Regions from separate parts of the Anser cygnoides genome. Here region 2 is linked to region 1. Evidence: chromatin contacts called from public Hi-C data. All regions are on one chromosome and are shown on one strand. The core of a region is the stretch at or near the end of the contact, and the rest is flanking DNA. Distances in the headings are between cores, read along the strand shown. Region 1 has its middle 200 kb from the start of DIPK2B. Region 2 has its middle 68 kb from the start of DIPK2B.

What was found. Hi-C and Micro-C count contacts between places; a contact is called where the count stands out from the background.
Region 2: a Hi-C map of liver shows a contact between it and region 1, with 1.8 times the contacts expected there. The contact joins two enhancer-like sites. A contact is called at or near these places in 2 of 7 Hi-C or Micro-C datasets (granulosa cells and liver).

What each region holds. Positions count from the first base shown.
Region 1 is chr1:118,852,948-118,857,077 of Taihu_goose_T2T_genome, reverse strand. No RefSeq gene overlaps it. Among named protein-coding and RNA genes, the nearest start is that of DIPK2B, 200 kb to the left of the region's middle. Within about 2 kb of position 1,712, at least 2 of the 3 cell types and tissues checked have open chromatin away from gene starts, as enhancers often do.
Region 2 is chr1:118,982,062-118,986,191 of Taihu_goose_T2T_genome, reverse strand. No RefSeq gene overlaps it. Among named protein-coding and RNA genes, the nearest start is that of DIPK2B, 68 kb to the left of the region's middle. Within about 2 kb of position 2,146, at least 1 of the 3 cell types and tissues checked has open chromatin away from gene starts, as enhancers often do.

The sequences.
Region 1 (4,130 bases), core at 463-2,962:
TCTGTTTAGCCCACGCTATGCATGTTTTGGGTTCTGGTCAGCAGAGTTAAAAATGCTCCAGCTTTTGCACACCTCTGTTTTCTTAAGACTACCAACACATATGAAAGCAGCTACCCATGACTGAACAGAGTTTTTATCCTAAGCTGTTGTACTGGTACTTTAACTTTTTATGACTCATAGTTTAAGTATTTGGGAATTCCCCTCTAAATATGAGTTTGACACACTTAAATTACGGAAAGTTATTTTATTCAAAAAGTAAGAAAGCAACGTTCATGCAATCCCCAGGTCTATATTTAGCAACACACAATAGGTCTTTTTTCCAATAAAGCTTTTGTACCAATTGTAATTAAAGACAGATTGAAGGAAAAAAAAAAAAGAAAAAAAAAAGAGAGAGGGAGAGAACAAGACTGAATAGCACAAGTAGTAGCATTGAAAGAGACAATCATAGTGTTACACACCAAAGCAAACCAGAAGCGTTTTTTCTAAACTATTCGAGCAATGTTAGGGCCATTTGCACCCCCTGCCCCCAGCTGCATTAAGAGTGTGCAGCTTCTCTCTTACCTGCGTGCTGAGGTACCTTCTTGGTGGGCTGACCAGTCACCGCAGATCAGCTGACCACAGTCTGGAAAAAAAGAAAATAAAATCAGCTGACCATCCCTGCTGGCTGGCTTCAAGCTCAAGCACTGCTCTCCACAGCACTTTGTCATGTGAGTCAGGACAGAACCAGCTGTCATTGCTTCAGAAAAAGGGAAACGGGCCCCTCCGTTTCCACCTCCTTCCTTCCTCCTCTCTCACTCTTTCCTATCTCTCTCTGCCTCCGACCTCCTCCCTTTCTCATTCTCCAGCCCTGCTCATTCACTGCCTGCCTGGCGGGGGTCTCCCGGGGGAAGCCACATTCCACAACATGCAAGCATTTCCCCTGCATCTTGAGGTTTCTCAACAGACTGCCTACACACTTCTCTGAAAAAAAAAAAAAAAAAGAGAAAGAAAAAAAAAAGAAAGAAAGAAAAAAAAAAATCAGAGAAACAGAGAAAAGGCACCACATTCCACAGCCCTCAGTCAGCCCTGGCAGGCTATGAGGCATTTTCAGTCACACAGCACAAAATGCATTAGTCAGAGCTGAAAGACCACACACTTTGTACCACTACCATGCTAACAGAGAATGGTCTGAGCAGAGCTACAGGAAAAAGGAAAGGAGGGGTTCCTATCGTTGCTTCCATTTTACATGCTGTACCCACCTAAACCCAGGAAAAATTCTCAGGGACAGCCCCACAGCTGACATTCGCAGAAGAAATGCTGTGAGTGCGGGCAGCGGGGAAGGCTCTCTGCTCGTGGAGCGTGACCTTTTCAGCAAGGACTCCCCCTCCCGCAGAATGCGTTATTCCAGAGACTGCAAGACATTATCTAAATCAGAACTTCTATCTCCCTGATGGTTTATTCGTAGGAAATAGAAGCCTAGAAAAAGCGAAAGTAATACTGCGTGATTCAGATTCCCCTAAACCGCATATACTTTCAATTCAAACTTTTCTCCTCGTCGATACTCCCTATAGTTCTGCCACTATATCCATCTATGGAGTTTTCTTTTCTCTACTGACGCAGTTTCAGCTCCCCGTGTGTGTAGAGAATCTGATCAGCCAGGAACGAGGAGAGAGCTCAGTGTAAAAAACCCTCATTCCAAATCCAAATGACCTAATCGTTCATCTATCTGCTCGCTGCTTCCGTCCTCCCCTCCACACACACACACTTATCTGTTGCTTGAAGGCATTTTAGGAGTATGTATATGGCTTAGGAGAAATCACCACGCTTTATACTGCGTTATACAGAGAGCGTGCTGTGCTTGTGCACTCGCTTCTGTCCACTGAAACCAGTACCACGTAGTCCCCAGCCCCAAATTCCCCGCTCTGCACAGGGACGGTCCCTAATGCGCCCTGCTAGGCGCACCGGCTGAAGTCAGCACCAGAAAAGGGTAGGGAGGCGGGGGGAAGGGGGGAGCTGAGAACCCTGAACCATTTGCACTGGAATTTCTGTTTAGGAAAGTCCATGCTTTAATGAAAGACTGATACCAGATACCACAAAGAAACTTTTATTTCTGCATGCACATGACTCATATACATTTTCTGTGTGGGTTATGTGGTTATGTTATGTTTCATCTTAAAAAAAAAAAAAGTTTCAAAGCGATCTTTAAACATTAGTTTTAAGAAAAACTTAATATGTTTATGAACAATGATTGTTTTTAAACTGCCTTTTATTGCACAGTGGTATACAGAGCAAAGACGCTAATGTGTGTTATTGCTATAGATCTACTTTGCATTTAATACTAAATAAAATGATCAGTAAAAATATTTATTCTAAATGATTTCCCTAAATAGCTCCCAGAAAAGTAAACTAACCAAACCCTTGAGCAAAACAGACCCTCTTAGTTATAATGTTGTTTTTCTTCCCCTTTTCTCATTTTCTTGATCATGAAAATACATTTACTCAATATGTTACTGACTTAGATGTATTAGTTTAAAAAACAAACGGTAGCCGCTGCTGTGCAGTATTTCAGCAGAGGAAGGCTATCCAGAACAGCCTCAGAGACTGAACACTGTCGCCATTATAACAAAAGCATTAAAATGAATAATTCATGAGCAGAAGGACTACCCTACCACTAAAAGGCACCGACTATTTCATGAATTGTCCAAAAGCTGCCCCTTTTACTGCACAGCTCCTCCAACTACTTAACTATTCTTCATTTTTCTAAAATGGCATACAGTAGTAATTAGCAAAAACCCATGGACCAGTTTTAGTAGATTTTCCTCAGGAGTAAGAAATGAAGCTGAAAGAGAGCCAGAGGGGGAAAAAAAAAAAAAAAAAGTGTTTATATTTGATGGTGGATCTATTAAAGGGTGAATGAAACAGAATTTCAAGAGGCTTCTCTAAACTGTGCTTTCAAATCTTGAAAAGGAAGAACACAACAGTTATGTCCTTTGCCTTTATTTGGGACCTTCCTTTTCAGGATCCCAAAGCTTCATGACAACACTCGTGAATTAAAAGGCCTCATTAGTGAGCTCTTGCAGAACTTACTTTTCTCCTGCTTATAGTTGCGGAACTTAAAACTTCAAGAAGACTAAATGATTTTCTCCAAGTCACACAGGAAGGCTTGGAGACAGCCAAGAAAGAACAGAGCTACAACTCCTGGTTAACAGTCGTGTGTCAAACAAAAAGAACAACTTCCTTGCTTTACAGTATTATACTAAAAAGTATCATAATGTTCAATAGTTCTGCAAGTAGAAACCAGTTCTAGCCTCCCTTCCCCCCCCCCCCCCCAAAGAAAATAAATAAAAAAACACAAGACAAAACAGAAAAATATTTGTGGTGCACAGGTATTTTCTGCAGGGATAGGGAAAACAATCTGATCCACTAACCCAACTTTATATCAGAATAATTTACAAACTTAGGCTCTGAATAACATTTTTAAAGGAATTTGGGTTAGAATAGCAAAGTACATCTGTTCATGTTTCATATGCTGCAGGAAAAGCACATACTATGACTGGAAGGAAATTTATTTATAAAATACATTTTGATACTTTTCAAGATGTATTAAAAACAAGTACACTAGCATCAATAAAATTCTCAGATTTCACTTGAACATTTCTTAAAACAAAGAAATTCAATTTCTGTAAATAAAACAAGAATAAATAAAACAATTTCTTAAAACAATAAATTCAATTCTTTATCTCTAAGTCATTTTGCCCAAGTGACGATGTTTTACGATGTTAAGCAAAATCCATTCTAAATATCCTTTCATACGTGGGTCCCATTCTCCTTTTAGGTGTCTTACACTATTGGGATGAACTCAAATTCCAAGGCTCTCACTGCAACAAGTTTACTGATTATGTGATAGCAAGCCTATTAATACTGGTATACAAAAAATATGCCCCCAAGATAGAACACGAGTGGAATGATAACATTAGGTGCATTTTTGCAAGACCAGACCCTGTCACTAGTCAGCTTACTGATGCTCCTGAGATTTTTATTTTTGAATTAGTCAGCTTTCTTGTAGAGCCTTGGTAGCGACTTTTCTGATTGTGGCTTTCAAGCTTCTAATTCTCAAAAGAGCATTTCTTTATTCCAACAGCATCTACTTG
Region 2 (4,130 bases), core at 897-3,396, 130 kb before region 1:
GTGAAATCAAGGAGAGAACGAATTTACCGGGTGAGGGAGTGTTGTCAAAGCTATCCCAAGCACTGGTTGCAACACTGCTGGGAGAACCAGTGCTGGGAGAGCACTGCTGGGGCTGCTGCACTTGTCTTTGCTACGGCAGCAGTACCTTGATGAGAGCAGATGTGACTGTGCTTCGCCTGCCCAGAGCACATCTGCACACCGCAGTGGGAAAGGGCACTGGAAGAAGCGGGGTGTGTGGGTGCTCGGGGTGTTGCAAACACTCAGAGGATTTTTGGATTTAAGCGTTGCAGTGCCTCGGTGCTTCAGGGAGTGGATTTGGCTGTAGACAGAAAGTAGCAAAAGAAGAGCCAAGACCCAGACAGGGAGAAAGTGCAAAGCAGAATTTCTCAAAAACATAGTTTTACCCCGCCTTTGTTAAAAATTCAAACAAATACCCACCAGCTGAAAAAGTATATTGAATAATTGGACTTCAGATACTGTGCCAACAAAACACACATGGGCCGTGGTGATAAAAGGTTTTCTCCCAGTGGAACAAATCACTTATCAGGCTATGATACAAAGTAAGGAAACATTTCAGTACAAGTGAACTTTAGCTTCACAATAGCTGCAATAAGGGAACGCTGATTTTCGGCTGCCTTATTTGGAGGAGAACTATCCAGACCTACCCACAGCCTTTACTTATCTGCTATTGTGTAATTTTTAATGTCATATTTGCTTGTACGTGCCCCATAATGACCGTTTTCCACTAGAGACATGTACATCTACTATTTTGCAGCCTCACACGTTTCCTTCAAAATTTCTTCTCCCGCTTTTCTCAGCCATTTTGCTTCTCACTTTCTTTTCATATCTTGGCCATTTCCTCCCTTTATTCATTTTCTTATTATTTCTTCCCTTTCTTTTGTCTCTTTCTTTCCTTTCTCATCTTTCATATTCAGAGCCTGACACAAAGCCCGTACACTGTCATTTGCTCTTTGAGACCCTTTTTGCTCTTTGATACATTTTCATCAAACACTTGAGAAGAAAGAGAAAAATTTGGAAAAGCTTTTTCTTTTGTCTTGGGATATTAGTTCTTCTTCATGTCCTTTCTCTACCCAAGGAGGCTAGCAGCTTGCCCAGGAAAGGTTATTAGAGCTGCATCCATACTGTGATTTGGGATGCCAGGGACTGGAACAAGAGGGAGTCGTGTGATGTAGTGGCCCACAACGGCACATACATTTTTTGTTATCCTAATATGACAAGAAATTTGAGATTCCCCTAAGAATCACAGTTAAGTTGATTTGAAAAGCATTAAAAATCAAACTTGAACTTAACAGGGAGGGAGAGAGAAGTGCTGAGAAGTGCTGCATCAGTGTCCTGTGCCACCATCAGAGGTGCCAAACTGGGATCCAGGACTTAGTGCCCTGACCATGGCTGGTGCAGAGGTCCCTGAGAAGCCTCTGCCTGGTGAGCCCAGGGGCCAGGCAGGCTGGCCAGGTTGCTGCAGGTGCCAGCTGACCTGCTTCATCTTCTGTTATCCTTTCTCTCTCAATGTGATGTTGAGACATTTATTCCCAGTGCATTACTCTGAGAACCGTTTCTAGCAGCTGTTTCTGCCTATTGCTGATGAAACCATTGTTTTATTTTTCCTGGATAGATAGTCTTGAAAGACCAATATTTAATTCTCATGAATGTGAACAATATAGTCAGTTTGTTTGAAAAACAAAACAGCCCTCCAAGCACAGCAGGTGGTACCACACTGACATTATTTAGAGCCACTCCTCACTTCTAATCTGGTTTTGTTTGTTTGTTTTCACAAATACTGGAGAAATGAAGGGAATCTCCAAATTCCACCTGAGGAGGACATACTCCTCATGTTCAGCACATGTTTGGATGACATCCATGACTTAACAGGAGTTAAAGTGATGCCAAATGCATGACCCCACACTTGCATGAGAGAGGCTAGGGGACACTACATAGCCTAAGCTAAGACTATTTCACTTTTCTTTCCTCTCCTTAGCCAAGAAAAGAGGTAATAAAATGCTTGGCTACTCCCCCCGGATGGAGGCAGCAAGTAGTGCCACGTATGACCTTTTGTTCCTTTGACATGCTATCTTATAAGCTGGTAGCTTTAAGAAATGCAAGGCAGAAAATTTTAATCTCCTGGAACATGATGTAAAGCCGTTTAATTATTTTTAAGACATTCTTTGAGAATGACTGGATTGCTGCTTAAGGTGGGGCGTGTGCGTGTGAGTAAAGGTTTGCACTTAACCAAAAAAGGCCTCCCGGGTGTCCCAGAGCTGTTAAAGCAGGCTGTTTCCTGGGCTGGCCTGTAACTCTGGGCACTTGGAGATCCTGGATGCTCTCCAGACATGCTGCCAACTTGCAGGCAAGCACGAGTAATTCTCAGGCTCACCCACTCCTAGCCACTAGCCAAAGTTTCTATTGCCCTGACAGCACAGTGCTTTCCTTTGGTTATTCTCCCCTCAAACACCCAAAGCTCAGCTACAGCTGACCATAGGAAAAGATGCAGGCTTCTGAGAATTAGGGATGGGTGAGAGTTTTTGGTCTAGAGGGAAAGCAATGGGTTTGAAAAATTGTTCTTTCTCAGAATGGAACAAAGACACTCCATTTTTCTTCCAAATTTTCTGAGCCCAAAATAAATTCCCCCAAACCACCTGTAAAAAAACAGCATTCACTGAACTGCTCTCAGTGTTTCATTTTGATAAAAACGCAATACCTCTTTCTTACTCCACCTTGAAATCATGATTTTTTAATGCATTATTGAAGTAGGAGTCCACCATAGTAAAAAGTCTTTCAAAATGGAAAACTGAAACATTTGCTTCCAGAAAATTCAGATGAGACTTTCTTGGAAGAATTCCTCTAAAAATTTGCTTTTCAAAATTATTTATCTTTGATAAAACCCTTTGTTTTTTACAAACTAACATTTTTATTTTTATCTATTTATTTATTTATTTCTGGTGGGAAATAAGTTACCATGGAAGATTTCCATGCAGCTCTGTAGCAGGCAGGCCCATGAAAAGACCATGTCTGGGGTGTTGGACAGCCAGATCTAGTGGGAGGTGTCCCTGCCCATGGCAGGAGAGGAGGAACCAGATGATCTTTAAGGTCTCTTCCAGCCTAAACTATTCTATGATTCTATGATTTACCTTTCAGTGGTGGTAAAGAGAAGTGTTTGGACCAAAAATTGAAACGAGGGTCTCCTTGGCCTTCTCCTCTCACCAGGATGTCCCTACTTCTGGGCCCCATCTCTGAGCCCAAGCATGTCATAGCACTCCCCTAATATAGGCACAACTGGATATTAGAGAATAAGGATTTCAGTAGTTAAAAGAAGCTGAAATGTTATCCTAATCGAGTGTATAGACCTCCACAGGAGTGCAGCAAGATCTAATTCTGCTGTACAGCAGCTATGAGATTCAGTGCTCTTCTTGCTTGTTATTATATTTTGCTCTAAAAGTGTTCTCTCCAAGGATGGAATCCAAAGATTATTGAAGCCAACAGAGAAAATCCCTCAGGCTGAATTTTCCTGGAATTTTGAAAATCCTGGCATTTATTGTTTTTAATTTCAAAGGAGGAAAAAATGCTAGCTTATTTATCCTCTTTTCCTTACCAATGCCAGTTGTGGAGCTACTGGCTTTTGAACTGAGCTCTAAACTTAAATTGCAGTACAATTTAAGTTGTAGAGCTGTAAGTGGAGCTAAAAGAAAGCAGTTCTAATTCTGGTAATACAGATATTCAGCTGTCTCTCAAAGCCTCAGCAAGGATAACATTCCTGACCTGCACATCTTTTAAAACCAACTCCTCTGCTCTGCTTTTCACCACCTCCTCCAATGGCTACTAAGCTTCATTGCTTTCGTTCTTACACAAAAGCTGACCTAAAAGAGAAACTAAGCAGGCTTGAGGGAATGGAGATGTTTCTTCTCCTGAGAGGGGCAAAAGAGCACATGGGGCTGCTTTATTAGGGAGAAATGGATGGCTTTCCATCCTTTCCCAGCCAACGGACTGTGTTCACATTTCAGCTGACCTGACAAGGCTATATAGCTCTCAGAGAGTTTCTGTGGCAATGGATGAAAATATTTGTATCTGGATTTGTCTTCTGCTGTATTTGTCAACACCAGTAAAGGTCAATATTT